4 separate regions of the Sus scrofa genome follow, and regions 1, 2 and 3 are each linked to region 4. The links are chromatin contacts, called in public HiChIP or PLAC-seq maps. All regions are on one chromosome and are shown on one strand. Each heading gives the region's core, a stretch centred on a gene start, on an enhancer-like site or on the middle of the called end of the contact. The rest is flanking DNA. Distances are from core to core; before and after follow the strand shown.

Region 1 (3,117 bases), core at 368-2,867, 82 kb after region 4:
CAGAATCCCCAAGGATAAACTCCTTAGAGTATTAAGACAGAATTCTCCATATTTTTCAAGGTGAAAGCTTTTCATGTCAAAAAAACAAAAAAAAAGGTCTATAATCCAATGGATTACGATAAAATATAAGTAAGACACTTTTGAGCTAAACATTGTACCAGAGAGAACTATCACCTTACTTTAAGATGCAGAGTAAGGTTTTACAATGAGAACAATCCCCCACCCCACATTCCAGAACCTGCAGGATGGCCGACTAGTCGCCATCATTTTACATAAAGGACTTGAGCATCCACAGATTTTAGTATTCATGAGAATCCAAGAACAAATGTACTTTGGATACCAAGGGATGATGGTAATTTATATGATGGTTGGCTTTACTCCAGTTTTAATTCTTAAGATCATAAAGCTGAGACTGATTTCCACAAGTTCTGGTGAATTTTTTTATTTCTAAAGTTCTTCAGGGAAAGCAGTGGAGTTATTTCGGAATTTGACCCATGTATCTCCTTCCTTAAACTCTAAGACCATCTGTGTTGGTTACTAACGCCCCTTCCACGTAACACCCATTTACAGCGTGTCCGAACTGGATTCTACACACGTCCTAATGACAGACATGCACAGGCTCAGAGAAGTTTAGCGTCTTGCCCAAGTTCAGGGCCCACTAGTCAGAGTATCAGGATAATACTTCATTGGGTCTAATTCCAAGGTAAACCATTTGCTTTCTTTTTAAACACTGTTACCCTATTTAGTTTTTTTCATTTGGCTTCCGTCGGTTCAAATTTCGAAATCTCTGCTTTGCAAAACTCTCCACCTAACATTCCCCAAAGGACATGTTACAAGTAAATTCTTAAGATCGCCCCCAAGACCACTAGAAAACAGACAGTATTAGACGACTTCTGGGGAGGATTCTTCCCAATCCCAGAATTCAAGAGCTGCCGTATGGCGATGTTATCTACCTTGTGTCCCTGACCCAAAACTCTGAAGAAGCCACCGTAAACCCACAATTCTAAAATGACAACTCCTCGAGTGATACGTGAAATCTTTACTGCTTTGTACGACAACAGAGGGTGAAGGGAAATGCAGCCAAAAAAGTAACCGGAAAGAAATAACTAGAGACTGCTTCTTGCTTATTACCACATTTTAAAGCCGACACGATACACAGTAGGCTTTAGGACGGGCCCGGATGCCGGTCAAGCCGCGACAGCCTTCCGGACTAGGAGTGGCCGGAGCAGGCCGGCAGTGCGCACGCGCGGCCCTGGCCTTTGTACTCCAGCCGCGGCCTTAAAGACCCCCTGCGTGCCTGCGTGCGTGCGTGAGTGCGTGCGTGCGTGCGTGCATGCGCCCGCCCGCGGCCAGACCATCGCGAGGGGCGCCGGGGGGAGGGGCGACGCTCCGCCCCGGCCTTACCTGCTCGCGTTCTCTGCTTCCATTCCCTGCTGCAGCTGGCGCACGCGGGTACTCCGGCCAGGCAAGTGAGCGCGTGGCCTCTGAGGTACCACGGCGCACGTACAGCGGTCCAATAACCAGTCTCTTGGACTCGATGGCCGGCAGAACGGGACAGCTCCTAGAGCTCAAGCTCCTCCCCCAAGCTTCCAGTTCCCCCTCCCCCCCAACCCAGACCCACCCTCCGCGCAGGGCTTCCGTCAGCTCTAAGCCAAATCCCACGCCCTGCGCCTATCACGTGATCCAGGGCAGCCCAATCATATTTGCTCCCCTCTCGTTGGTTTTACTCGCCACTTGGCCTTTCGGGAAGGGTGGAGGATGAAAAGTCTGGGAGGGAGTGCTTACGTAGGCTTTGTCCTCCATGACGTTTAGTGTGGGTGGGTGGTGGTGCGCACGAGATGGCACTGTCATCTGTGTGGGCGCTAGGTAGGTGGGGCGATTATCCTTATCAGAATTAGCCAGGCCTTTACAAAAACGTTTTATTCGGATTAAAAACAGCGACTTGCATTATTAGGTGATTACTGTGCTATATGGGAAAACCGAAACTTTGGAATCAGAATTCCTGGGAGTCCTGGAGTTCCCGTCGTGGCGCAGTGGTTAACGAATCCGACTAGGAACCATAAGGTTGCAGGTTCGATCCCTGGCTTGCTCAGTGGGTTAACGATCCGGCGTTGCCGTGAGCTGTGATGTAGGTTGCAGACGCGGCTCGGATCCCGCGTTGCTGTGGCTCTGGTGTAGGCCGGTGGCTACGGCTCCGATTCAGCCCCTAGCCTGGGAACCTCCATATGCCGCGGGAGCGGCCCAAGAAATAGCAACAACAACAAAAAAGACAAAAGACAAAAAAAAAAAAAAACAAAGAAAGAAATATAAAATGTAATGCATTGGAGTTCCCGTTGTGGCTCAGTGGTTAACGAATCCGACTAAGAACCATAAGGTTGCAGGTTCGATCCCTGGCTTGCTCAGTGGGTTAACGATCCGGCGTTGCCGTGAGCTGTGGTGTAGGTTGCAGACGTGTTTCGGTTCCCGCGTTGCTGTGGCTCTGGCGTAGGCCGGCGGCTACAGCTCCGATTCGACCCCTAGCCTGGGAATCGCCATATGCCATGGGAGCGGCCTAAGAAATGGCAAAAACAACAACAACAACAAAAAGTAATGCATTACATAAACCGTCCTCTGCTTTACTTTGGATACGTAAAAATATAAGTTTGAAGTCTATGATGGTAGGTGGTATTCAAGCATCACCTCCTTACAACCCGGATAAACCCCTCTGTTTTATTTACCCATGGCTGTTGCAGCTCGTTTTTCTCAGGTTGTCACTGGCCTTTGTACAAGGACTCCATTAAATAACTCGATGGAAATAGGCTTGTCTGTTCTAGTTTGCATGATGGGATACTTACTGTATTAGTTAGCTTTCCATGGTTTATGCTGTGGTGCCATATAAGTCCATGATCTCTGGTTTACAGCAACTAGAGTTTGTTTCTCCCTCGGTAATAATGCGGTCTGGAAAAGGGTTGAGGCTCTGTGTTGCTTATGCCTTCATTCTAGGATCCAGGAAACGGCTTTCATGAGCAAATACAAAAATATTAATTTGTATTATGAGTTGCTTAAGTGAAAGTTCTAACATTTTTAAACTTTTCAGAACTGTTAGAAATACTCTGTTCATTAGTAGGTATCACTCAG
Region 2 (3,364 bases), core at 668-3,167, 75 kb before region 4:
CTTTAAATGACTTCCAAACCATCCTAAGAAGGAGTTAGGAAGTCCCCATTATAAAGGTAAGGAAACGATCAGAGAGGTGAATTTGGCCAGGGCCACTGAAGCCAGTAAGTGGGGGAGCTGGAATTCAAATCAGGTTGTCTGATCCCATTGTGGCATTGCTATTTATTTCTCTTGGAATATCTGGAGGCTTTCATTGGTCTTTGCTTCCTTATTTGCTCGGGAAATGTGAAAATATGCGGAGAAACAGTAGGAGCTTTATAAATAAAACATGGCTATATATTTTTAAAAGATTAAAGCTGGAAAGTTTAATGTGGCACCGGGCCACTTGTTTAGTGGAAGTAAAGGGAACGATTCCCGGCTCTGGTTGCAAAAATCCTGCCCCCTTTGTAGTGTGTGGTGTCTGGCTCACCGCCCATCTGTGAGAGTCACAGCCGAGGGAAGTCCTACACAGACGCAGTCAGGGAAAGACAGGCAGAGAGCCTGGTTGCGCGGAGGCAAGAAGGGGCCATGGATTCTGGCAGCTCAAATATCATCTGGTTGGGAAAAGCCACATGGCATGTCGCAAATACTGTGCGGGTGGGGCATATGCAACATTTTAAGCTGGGGTGAAGGCTGGCTGGACTGAGCAGGTTGTTAAACCTAAAGCAGAGGATTGTATCTTTAGGTGAAATCTGAAAAAACGAACGGGGAGCTCGGTGACCGAGAGGGAGCGTTGTGCATGTGGCAAACTTAACAGGGGCACAAGGCGAACAGCTGGCGCTGAAAGCATACCAGGAGGTAATCGCCGTTCAGATCCACCCTGTAGCTCGAGTGTCGCCTGGCCGGCAGCTTTTGCCCTTGGTTTCCCCTTCTTAAAACTCGAGGCGCAGGCAGGCTGCACTTTGGCGGGTGAGACACTTCCACGTGCGCCAGGGGAGGGGATGGAAAAGAGAGGGAGAGCTGAGAAATCATGCGCAAGACGTGGGGAAAATACCGCGGAAAGCCCGCACTGACCTTAGCACCGAGCCCCAGCCCTAGTCCCTGCCGAGGAAAAAGCCACCCGCGGGCTCCGCTCGCGCCGCAGGACCGACTCGCGGCGGCCTGCAGCGGGCTCTGCGGGCTGCTCAGCGCACGGGGCGGGGCTGGGGGCGGGGCCGTGCCGGGGCGGGGCCGCGCCGGGCGGGCGCGCGGGAGCTGCGGAGGGAGGGTGTCGCGCCGAGGGAAGCGGCCCGCGGCGGAGGGAGGGAAGGCCGAGTCCTGGAAGCGGAGCTCCGCGCTGGGACTGGTTCCTTCGCAGCCATTTTCTGTCCAACCAAACAGCCGATTGGAGACGGGAGCCAACCAGGGCTGCATTGGAGGTTTGTGTCTCGCTTCGGCCAATGATCGCTCCTAAACCGACTCCACTTTAGCTCGAATGAAATGTCCGTCTCCTCCCGGCGCCGTCCCCGCCGCCAACGCCGCCGCGGCCGGGGGCACTTGGCTCACTCCCGCCTGCCCGCCCTCCCGCCCGGGCCGGGGCCGGGGCCGGGCCGGCGCCTGCGAGGCCTCCCCCGCTGCGGGCCCGGCTGGGAAGCGGGCGCTGGGCCGCGGCGCGGCTCTTTGTGCGCCCGGCCGAGGAGCGGCGGGACGCGGGCCAGGCCGCCTCCTGCTCGCCGCCGCCGACCTCCGGGCCCGAGGCCGAGGAGGGGGCGCCGGGGCACCGTCGGGCCCCGCTCTCGGTGGCGTCCGGGCCGGCTCCATTTTGTGTGGCGAGCCGGCTGGGGGCGGGAGGATGCAGCCTGGACCCCCGGCCCCGATCCTCCTCCTCCGCCGCGCGGGGGCTCCCGGGGAGCGCCCCTCTTCCGCCCGCCACTCCGCGGGGGCATGGCAGGGCCGGGCCGCTTTGTCTGCCCCGGCACCCCGGGCGCCGCGCGGCGGGCGGGCGTTAGGCGCGGGCCCCGGGCCTGAGCCGGCCGAGTAGGGGGGATGCCTGCCCGGGGTGTCCGCGCCGCCCAGGCGGGACCGACAGGTCGGCCGGGCGGACGGTGGGACCCGGGCCAGCCCGCGCACCTTCGTGGGGAGGAAGCGAGGTCCCCGGGAGGAAGGAGTGGATTTGGTTTCCCCGCAGTCTGGTTTACGCGTATAGAATGCAGCCATCTGGCGGCTTGCGGTCCCTGGACTTGCCCCGAAGGTGGGAAGGAAGCCTTCCGGATTGGACTAAGGTTTTAATCTTCGGTGGGAGGCGGGGAGGATATACCGGGCCTCAGGAGTAGTCTTGGAGAACAAAGAATTAGAAGAGCACCTACAAGACGAAATCTCGCCCAGAGTACTCTAAAAGATGGTTTAAGCAAGGTTAAGTAGCATATGACCTTTTAAAAAATAGCATCCCAGCCTGCATGGACTGCACGGTTCCGTGCCACGAGTCACTGGGGTGGTTTCGGCTCTCTTGTATGGAGACAAGTCAGAAATACAAAGTGATGAGGTGAACTGATCAATGTAAGTGGCATTAACAAATAGGGGGTTTTATTAGTAAAGTTTAACCAAAATTCCTTAAGAGGCAATTATTCCGTTCTCACTCTGCTCCCGTAGTTCAATTTAAGGCTTATATTGGTGCAAAACTCTGGTTGTTGATGCCAAAGAATGGAGGGTGGAGGAAGGGTCTGCTGCTTTTCTTGGATACAGATTTCTTTAAACATTAAACATATGTATGCATTGCCTTGAGCTTTCACATATATCATAACCTGCCTGTAAGAAAATATATACCATGTGAGGTGATAGTGTTTCTCTTTAATATATTGAATCTAAACATATACTGACTCAACTATTTGGGTGAGTGATTGTGGTGAGGTGTGGCACCACCCCAACCCCCAGCAAAAATACATAAATATAGACAGCTCCTGTATTTTAAGTGTTCTGAGGATCTCTCTCCTCCCCCCACGGCACCTTTAAAAAATGACACTTCTAGCTACGAGGAAGGAATTTTCTGGGCAGCTTTGGGGTTAGAGTGAAGATGATATTTGGAAAGAAATTAGAAATTGCTTTTGGGATTACAGAACAGTAGACAATGTCAGCCAGTCTTTGCTGCATGGACCCTTGTAGTAGCATTTGAAAATTCAATTTGGTGGTTAGAGTTTTTTCTGTTTGCTAGATTTCATGCTTGAATGCATATCAGTATTTTGTCTTCTTTTAAAAATTAGCACAGAAAGGATATGTCTTTGTCTCCCCCCCCTTTTTTTCCCTTGAAAAAAGGGGAAGAGCAAATGAGAATGGAAATTGTAACATCGTAATTGATGCCAATTTATTCAACTATTTATGCCTTACAGTGAGAATGAAGTGCTATTGAGATGCAATTTTAGTCCCAAATGGTGATGCTTTAAAATAATACAGGTCTTAATTGACTGTATTC
Region 3 (3,606 bases), core at 38-2,537, 120 kb after region 4:
GTTTTCTCTACTATCTAGTAATTAAATTCAAAGTGTTAAAACTTCATCTGGACCTTTGGAGAATGAACATAAAAAAATTACTGTATTCCAGGGTTTCCCAGGGGTTATTTGCATCGTTCCGGAAGAGTACAAACCTCTGTACTATTTCATCATCTGTCCTGGAACCTTCTCTACTTTTACCCAGATCTTCTTCCACTGTCCCATCCACATCCACTTCATCCTCAGCGCGGACAGACCCTGCGGGAAAATGTAATACCAGAAAACTCTCAAACACCATAGCTCCATGTACTTCTTAGAAGAAACAAGATCAACAAGGCAAGGGTAGATGTTGCAAAATTCACTTGGAAAATATGGGAGGTGGGGATGAAAGAATGGATCCACTGGCTTGAATATCCAATATAAACCCATGTCAGCATATTTCTTATTTAAGTTCAGATACTGAGGTCCCCCAGTGGATTCTGAAATACGGAGGCAGCCATCACTTCTGAAAGGTGGCCCAGAGATTCTTCACAAACAGCGCTTAGCTGATTTGCTACCAGGCCCCCTGTACATTCACACGTGTTGCGCGCAGGCCGACACAAGGCTCCAAACTGACCATGCCAAACTTAGTCCTTCGATGTCACAGGTCAGAGCTCAAACAGAATTTGTGCAACCTCTAGCGAGGGGAAGTGAAATTGGGCCTAGGGGCCTGACAAAGGGAAGAAATATTTAGAGATTTTAAAATGTTAAGGAGTTTGAGCGAAAGTGAATCAACCGCGCTGCCAATGCCGGTCCGCTGCCCCAGGGCCCCAAGCTTCACAGTCCAGCACCTAAGAAAGGAAACTCGCGTTGGCGAACAGTCGGAATACCGGGGGCGGAGGGTCCTCAAACTCGAGCGGCCAAAGATTGCGGCGTTTGACAAAAGTCCTCGGAAGGGGACACGCAATGCTCCCAAGGGGCGCGAGCCCAAGCCAGGCCCCACTCCCAGAAGACTGAGACTTCTAAGAGCGGATACTAGGACATCCGCAAGAGATTTAAACGACTCCATTCTCCTTTTTTCTTTCCAGAGTAATTAGAGTAAACGAAATCCCCTGAACCTCTTTCGAGGAAAATCGATGGACATCCCCATCCGCCCAGCGCAGACCGTGTTATCCCCTTCCCAGGTTCAACGCCCCCAGAACCTTCGAGAAGAGGCCGTGTTGGAGCGGGGGGGCGTCCAGGGGTGCCCGCTCCTCCAGGATCACTCACCGAAGGTCAGCAGGACGCAGCACAGGCCCAGCACCCACAGGGCCCTCATGTCGCACGGCCGGTGAGTCTCAAGTCCCCTTTGATCGAAGGAGCCACCTCCGCCCCCCCTCCCCTGGGCTCAGAACCTCACAACCACAAGCCGTGCGATCCGCCCACTACCCCCCAAGCAGGTCGGGCCGCTTTTCACCCCCACTACTCGCGGGCGGGGGACGGGAAACACGAACCCGCCAATCGGGCTGCACCACGCACTCCCTGTACCCAATGGGAACTCGTAGGGGGGACCGCAGTCCACCAATCGGAGCTGTCCAGGTGCGGTGCCCGATGCCCGAAGCGTGGCTCCTTCCAATTGGTCAGTCTTGGCTCCTCTTCTCCAATCAAACGGTTCCGCGGGCCCCTCTCACGAGGGACCGCCCCTTTGCCTTGGTTGCTTTGGCCTCTAAGGGAAACCGTCCAATGAACGTCAGCACAGAATTCATCCCTCCAGGTGGAGAGGTCGCCCGGAACTACTTCCGGATCTTAGAGCGCGTTTATTCTGGGACCAAGAGAAGCGGTAGCCATGGCAACGCGCTCTTCACCTTTCCCTTGTCCCCGCGTGGGGTCATCTTGCGAATGATTCCGGTGCGACTTTTTGCAGCCAGTTTTCTATTTGGCAGTGCTTCTTGGAAAAGAGACACACGTGAGAGGTTGACAATCCCCCTAGCGATGTTCCATGGGGTGGTGAGAAACTACAGTTCCCGGCATGCAACGTACCCCGGGGAACACTGTAGTGAATGCTGGGAATCGTAGTCTTTATTCAGTTGCGTAGCTTGGCCCTTCTTTCCCCATTTTTCCAGTGTGTCTCCGCCGGAACTCTGTGCCGCGCGTTTTAGTGTTTACATTTCCTTCCCCTTGCGGTAGAGATTTGTACCTGTTCCAGACTCTTCAGTGTACACAGCCTTCAGAAGCGGGCCTAGAAAGCCGCCAGGTCTTGGGTGAGGCCGCCCAGTATTATGGGCTTGGGCCTCTCGAGTCTGGGACTCGCCTCCAGTTGGAGAACACGCTTTTCCGAATCTGTCTTCTCGCGCTTCCCTAGGTCAGCCGGAGCCCCTGTTACGTCTGTACTTTTCGTGGCCAGAATCTCCAGGCCTTCTGATTGGATTTACAGAAGAGGAGGACAGTGGGGCTATTTATTTATTGTCCCTTGAGAGATTGCGAGCAACTTTGATGCCCTCTACTCCTTGGTGAAGTTCAAAGGCGGTCACCTACAGAGCCCCTGCTGTAAGTTAAGTAGAGAGCGTGGTAGTAAAGCCAGTCTAGCATAGAAAAAACAAAAAACAAAAAAACCCCTCTCAATTTGACGGGCGCAGGAGGATACACCTGCAGATCTTTGAAAGCAAAACCTGTGGGGCTGCAAATGAGAGAGTGCAGCCTTCTAACTTCATAGAAACATAGAAAGACACGTAAAACACCAGGTGTCTTTCATGTGAGAAAAGTCCCTCAGGCTAAGCTGCGTCGTTAGAAAAGTTTTCTGTCTCTTTAACCTGGTCTTTACAGACCGCCCCCTACTCCGACCCACACCACATTCCAACAAAAATACTGCCTTCCTTAATGCTTTCTAGAGGTTATTTGACCTTCGAATTTGTTTTCTGATAATCATCAGAATTCCTGAAGACAAGCCTTTCAGTGACAGTCTATCGTATATATTTATAACTTCCTCTATTTAGGTTTGTCAATCTATTTCTATGGTTGGCTTACACATTGTGGTGGTGCCTAATTTACATCTGCCCAGAATTACCTGTATTTTTTTATTAGTAAGCCAAGGGCAACTTACAAAGCTTTTGTTATGCTTCTGTGGGTGCAACTATTTTTTAAAAAGAGTATTACTTTCAGAAATCTCAAAAAAAATTGCTTTTTTTTTTTTTTTTTTTTTTTTTGCTTTTTAGGGCTGCATCTGTGGCATATGAAAACTCCCTGGCTAGGGGTCAAATTGGAGCTACAGCTGCCAGCCACAGCAACGCAGGATCCAAGCGGTGTCTTTGAACTACCCCACTGATCACTGCAACTCTGGATCCTTAACCCACTAAGAGGCCAGGGATTGAACCCGCATCCTCATGGATACTAGTTGGGCTTGTTACTGCTGAGCCACAATGGGAACTTCCATTTTCATACGTTTTAACTCTTGTTTATTTTTTGTTTTTAGAAAAAGATGAATTCTTTCATTTTTCTGCATTTCACATTTCTTCACCTTCTCTATCTCTGGACAAGTAAGCAGCCAGTTCTAAAATGCAGATTCCCTCTCCACTAGCCAGTGGTGGGTAGTTTGTGCTGCACCTGGAGGGAACTGAGAATGAGACTAGCCCTCTAAAATAGGTCTCTTGCTTGTGGTAGATGTTTCTGTAG
Region 4 (3,148 bases), core at 58-2,557:
TCCCAAGTGAAAAATCTGACACTTCTATTTAGTAACTGAGGCACTGATCCTGGGCAACTGGCAGAGCAAAATTCAAACTAGGTCTTATTCCAAAGCCAAGGTTTTTACACTATACTAAACTGTCAACTAACTTTTTATGCTAGGGTGCCAGGAGGAAGGGCGGGGGGAAGAAAAAAAAAAGACTTCCCCCTACTCCACAATTTCATTTATTTTTTTTTAATGACCACTATGATTAAGCTGTTTGGTCAAAGAAAAATAATTGATCATAACAGATTCCAAATTCATCAATTAGCCGTACACCAAGAAAACAAGTTTCCTCCAGATAGCTGGCTCGTTTACAAGCGGGATAAATGAAATTCCAGTCTCTTTTCTATCCCACGGAGGTACTCAAAGGCAGGGCCTCCGCGGCCGCGGGTAGTTCTGATTTGCAGCGGTGCTCGAGCTGACAGTCCTCTCTCCGAGCGCCTCACGGCTGAGCGTGGGCACACACACCCAACCACGCAGAGGCAGGCGCCGGGCTCAGCCACCGACCACTTCCCCGCCAGTTAAGAGGGCTACCAATGGGGTAAAAATCTTGACTGTCACCTGCTGGACACGGGGCTGTATTTGGGGTGAAAGTACCCGAAAGCCTCTCGTTTCCCCTCCTCGCCTCCCCTATATTCTTTTCCTCGTAAGGAAGGCAGGCAAAGACAGGAAAGGCCCAGAGAAGCTCTGGTTTGGAGTTAGGTTTTGACAGAGGAGGGACTCTCGGGACCCCAGAGTGGGCAAGACTTGGGGAAGAGGCCCAGGCGGGTGGGAACTGTCTCCCTCGCCTACGTCCCCCAGCAGGGCTGCGGCGTGGGGGGTCCTGCACCGTCTGCCCGAGGGCCGGCGCTCCCCGCTTGTCGGCCGGTTCCGCCCCGCGGACCCTGGGGAAACGGAGCTACCTCCCGGGACACTGCGGGAGCGAGACTGTCTGGCCAAGCCGCGCTCCCCGCCGCCCGCTGGTGGAGGCAGTGACCCGGCGGTGACAGCTGTCAGGGCCGCGGCCGCCGCCTCGCCTCTCCTCCCCTCCCCCTCCGCGGCTCCCACAGGCGGGGCCGAAAAACCGCCGCCGCGCCTACCCGTGTTGTAGACGTGCAGCTCGTCCGCGATGCCCTCGTTGCCCCCTCCAAAGATGATCATCAGCTCCCGGATGGCCACCGCCCGGTGTCCGTGCCGGGCGCGGGGGACCGGCCCCGTGAAGGAGGAAACCCGCCTCCAGTTAAGGAGGCTGGGAGCCGCCATCTTCCCAACCCCCGCCCCTCTGCCCACAATGCACCGCGCCCCGCTCCGGCGCCGCTGTTCCCGGGGGAGGGCGGGGACCGGCCTCCAGCTGTGCCCGCTGAAGGGGGGGAAACCCCGCGGGAAGGTGGTGGTCACGTGGCCGCGAGCCGAACCGCAGGCTGCCGGGAGCCTAGAGGGTCCCGACGAGAGAGCCCGGTCCTCACCCCCGGGCGACGTGGCTGGCCCTGGCACCCAGGGCAATGGATCTTAGGGTGGAAGGACATTTCCTACTGACCAAGTCTCCCCTCCCCACACAGAGCCCCCCCCATTTTGTATTTGCAGAAAAAGGTACAGCGTTTTCCTTTCATTAAACGGGGGTCAGTTTAATTGAGCATCTAGGGCGTGTGGACGAGTCAGATCCTTTAAACAATGCACAAAGGGAGAAAAGCTCACGTAGAGGTTTCGAAGTGCCAGGAGTACGGAGAGGAGAGAGGGAAACCTGCCTCCGCGGAAGGGATGACACGCGCGCCAAGGCGCGGGGACGTCGAGGATGCCAGCGAAGGGGGGAGGGAGGGAGAGGGTCTGGACCACGACCTAGCGGCTGCGAGCGCTGTGTCCCCCCTTTGCTATGAACACCGGAGGGAAGGTCGGAGCTCAGTCTGCAAAGGCAAGTCAGGCAGATCAAGTTCGGAGGGTGCTGTGCCGAGAAGTTTAGGAACGGCGAGCCGCAAAAGTTTTGTTTGTTTTAAGCAGGTGAGAGATTGATAATAGATTTCTGTTTTATTACTTTCTAACATTTGAGGGTCTTTTATTGACAAGCACTGTCCTCCCTACCTTTTGTATATTAACTCACGATTCTCCCAACAACCCAGTGAAGTGAGCCTTTCAGCCTTTCGTGGTTGGGGAAATGAGGCGCAGAAGAGTAAAGTAATTCTCTCCGGCACTACAGCAGAAAAGGATTAGGGTCAGGATTCAAACGCAGAACTTCTTCCAGAGACTCAATCCATAACCACTATACCATACGTCCTCCGATCACGGTCATATACAACCCTATTAAGCCCCGCTGCCTTTCGATCATGTCCTACACAGAATCACACTCAGAGAGACACAAATTCGGCAAGGGGGATGGAGGGGAATTGAAAGCAATTTAAATTCCTACCTCACACTCTCAAGAGGTATCAGAGAGAATACAAACAATGTAGACCAAATTTCCTAAAATTTTTTTTTTTCCTCATCTTATTACTTTAAATATCCCTCTTAGGCCTAGCTCATCTCCCCTCCCTCAATTCCCTCAAACCTAACCTTCACATTCATCTAAAAAGGTAGTTTCTCCCTTTTTAGAAGGAATTCTTGCTATACTTTCCGGCTCTTGCTTTTCAAGTTCTTACTTTCCCTGATTAATACCGCAGTTTCATAATATGGTCAAACAGAAGTTGGAATTGGGATGGGAAGATGGCTGGGAACAAAGAAGGAAGGCTATGTATTGATTCTTGGTCACATGTATAGCATGGACTCTTAAATATTTCACCTAGAAAGTTTTTATGTATCTGGAAAAGCTAGGATAGAGCAATGAGGTTTTTGTAAAACTTTAAAAAAGTATTTCATTAAGGAGTTCCCATCATGGTTCAACAGGTTAAGAACCCGACTACTATCCATGAGGATGTGGGTTCGATCCCTGGCCTCACTCTGTAGGTTAAGGATCTGGGCATTGCCATGAGCTGTGGTATAGGTCACAGATTCAGCTCCGATCCCATGTTGCTGTGGCTGGGGTGTAGGCCGGCAGCTGCACCTCCAATTGAACCCCTAGCCTGGGAATTTCCAAATGCTGCAGGTGTAGCCCTAAAAAGACAAAAAAAAAAAAAAATTCATTTAAAGAAATTTATTCTGGGAGTTTAGTATTAAA

Evidence for each region. HiChIP or PLAC-seq counts read pairs in DNA pulled down with a chosen protein or histone mark.
Region 1: an H3K27ac HiChIP or PLAC-seq map of alveolar macrophages shows a contact between it and region 4. The contact joins the promoter of TDG here to the promoter of HCFC2 in region 4. A contact is called at or near these places in 2 of 5 promoter capture datasets (fetal skeletal muscle and liver), 11 of 47 Hi-C or Micro-C datasets (brain, embryonic fibroblasts, fetal heart ventricle and 5 more) and 2 of 2 datasets of contacts at active chromatin or transcription factors (alveolar macrophages and skeletal muscle).
Region 2: a contact with region 4 is called in an H3K27ac HiChIP or PLAC-seq map of skeletal muscle. The contact joins the promoter of NFYB here to the promoter of HCFC2 in region 4. A contact is called at or near these places in 2 of 5 promoter capture datasets (fetal liver and liver), 4 of 47 Hi-C or Micro-C datasets (epiblast stem cells, heart right ventricle, liver and 1 more) and 2 of 2 datasets of contacts at active chromatin or transcription factors (alveolar macrophages and skeletal muscle).
Region 3: a contact with region 4 is called in an H3K27ac HiChIP or PLAC-seq map of alveolar macrophages. The contact joins the promoter of HSP90B1 here to the promoter of HCFC2 in region 4. A contact is called at or near these places in 3 of 5 promoter capture datasets (fetal liver, fetal skeletal muscle and liver), 7 of 47 Hi-C or Micro-C datasets (brain, embryonic fibroblasts, heart right ventricle and 2 more) and 2 of 2 datasets of contacts at active chromatin or transcription factors (alveolar macrophages and skeletal muscle).

Annotation. Positions count from the first base shown.
Region 1 is chr5:80,490,678-80,493,794 of Sscrofa11.1, forward strand. TDG (G/T mismatch-specific thymine DNA glycosylase) reads right to left here and starts at 1,618. Exons shown (of 10, transcript XM_021092634.1): 1 at 1,405-1,618. The coding sequence starts at 1,427.
Region 2 is chr5:80,332,596-80,335,959 of Sscrofa11.1, forward strand. NFYB (nuclear transcription factor Y subunit beta) reads left to right here and starts at 1,918. Exons shown (of 8, transcript NM_001144930.1): 1 at 1,918-2,454.
Region 3 is chr5:80,529,575-80,533,180 of Sscrofa11.1, forward strand. HSP90B1 (heat shock protein 90 beta family member 1) reads right to left here and starts at 1,288. Exons shown (of 19, transcript NM_214103.1): 1 at 1,228-1,288; 2 at 135-237. The coding sequence starts at 1,276.
Region 4 is chr5:80,408,491-80,411,638 of Sscrofa11.1, forward strand. It overlaps HCFC2 (host cell factor 2), which reads right to left and starts at 1,308. Exons shown (of 15, transcript XM_003126644.5): 1 at 1,104-1,308. The coding sequence starts at 1,266. GLT8D2 (glycosyltransferase 8 domain-containing protein 2) reads left to right here and starts at 1,425. Exons shown (of 11, transcript XM_021092640.1): 1 at 1,425-1,593.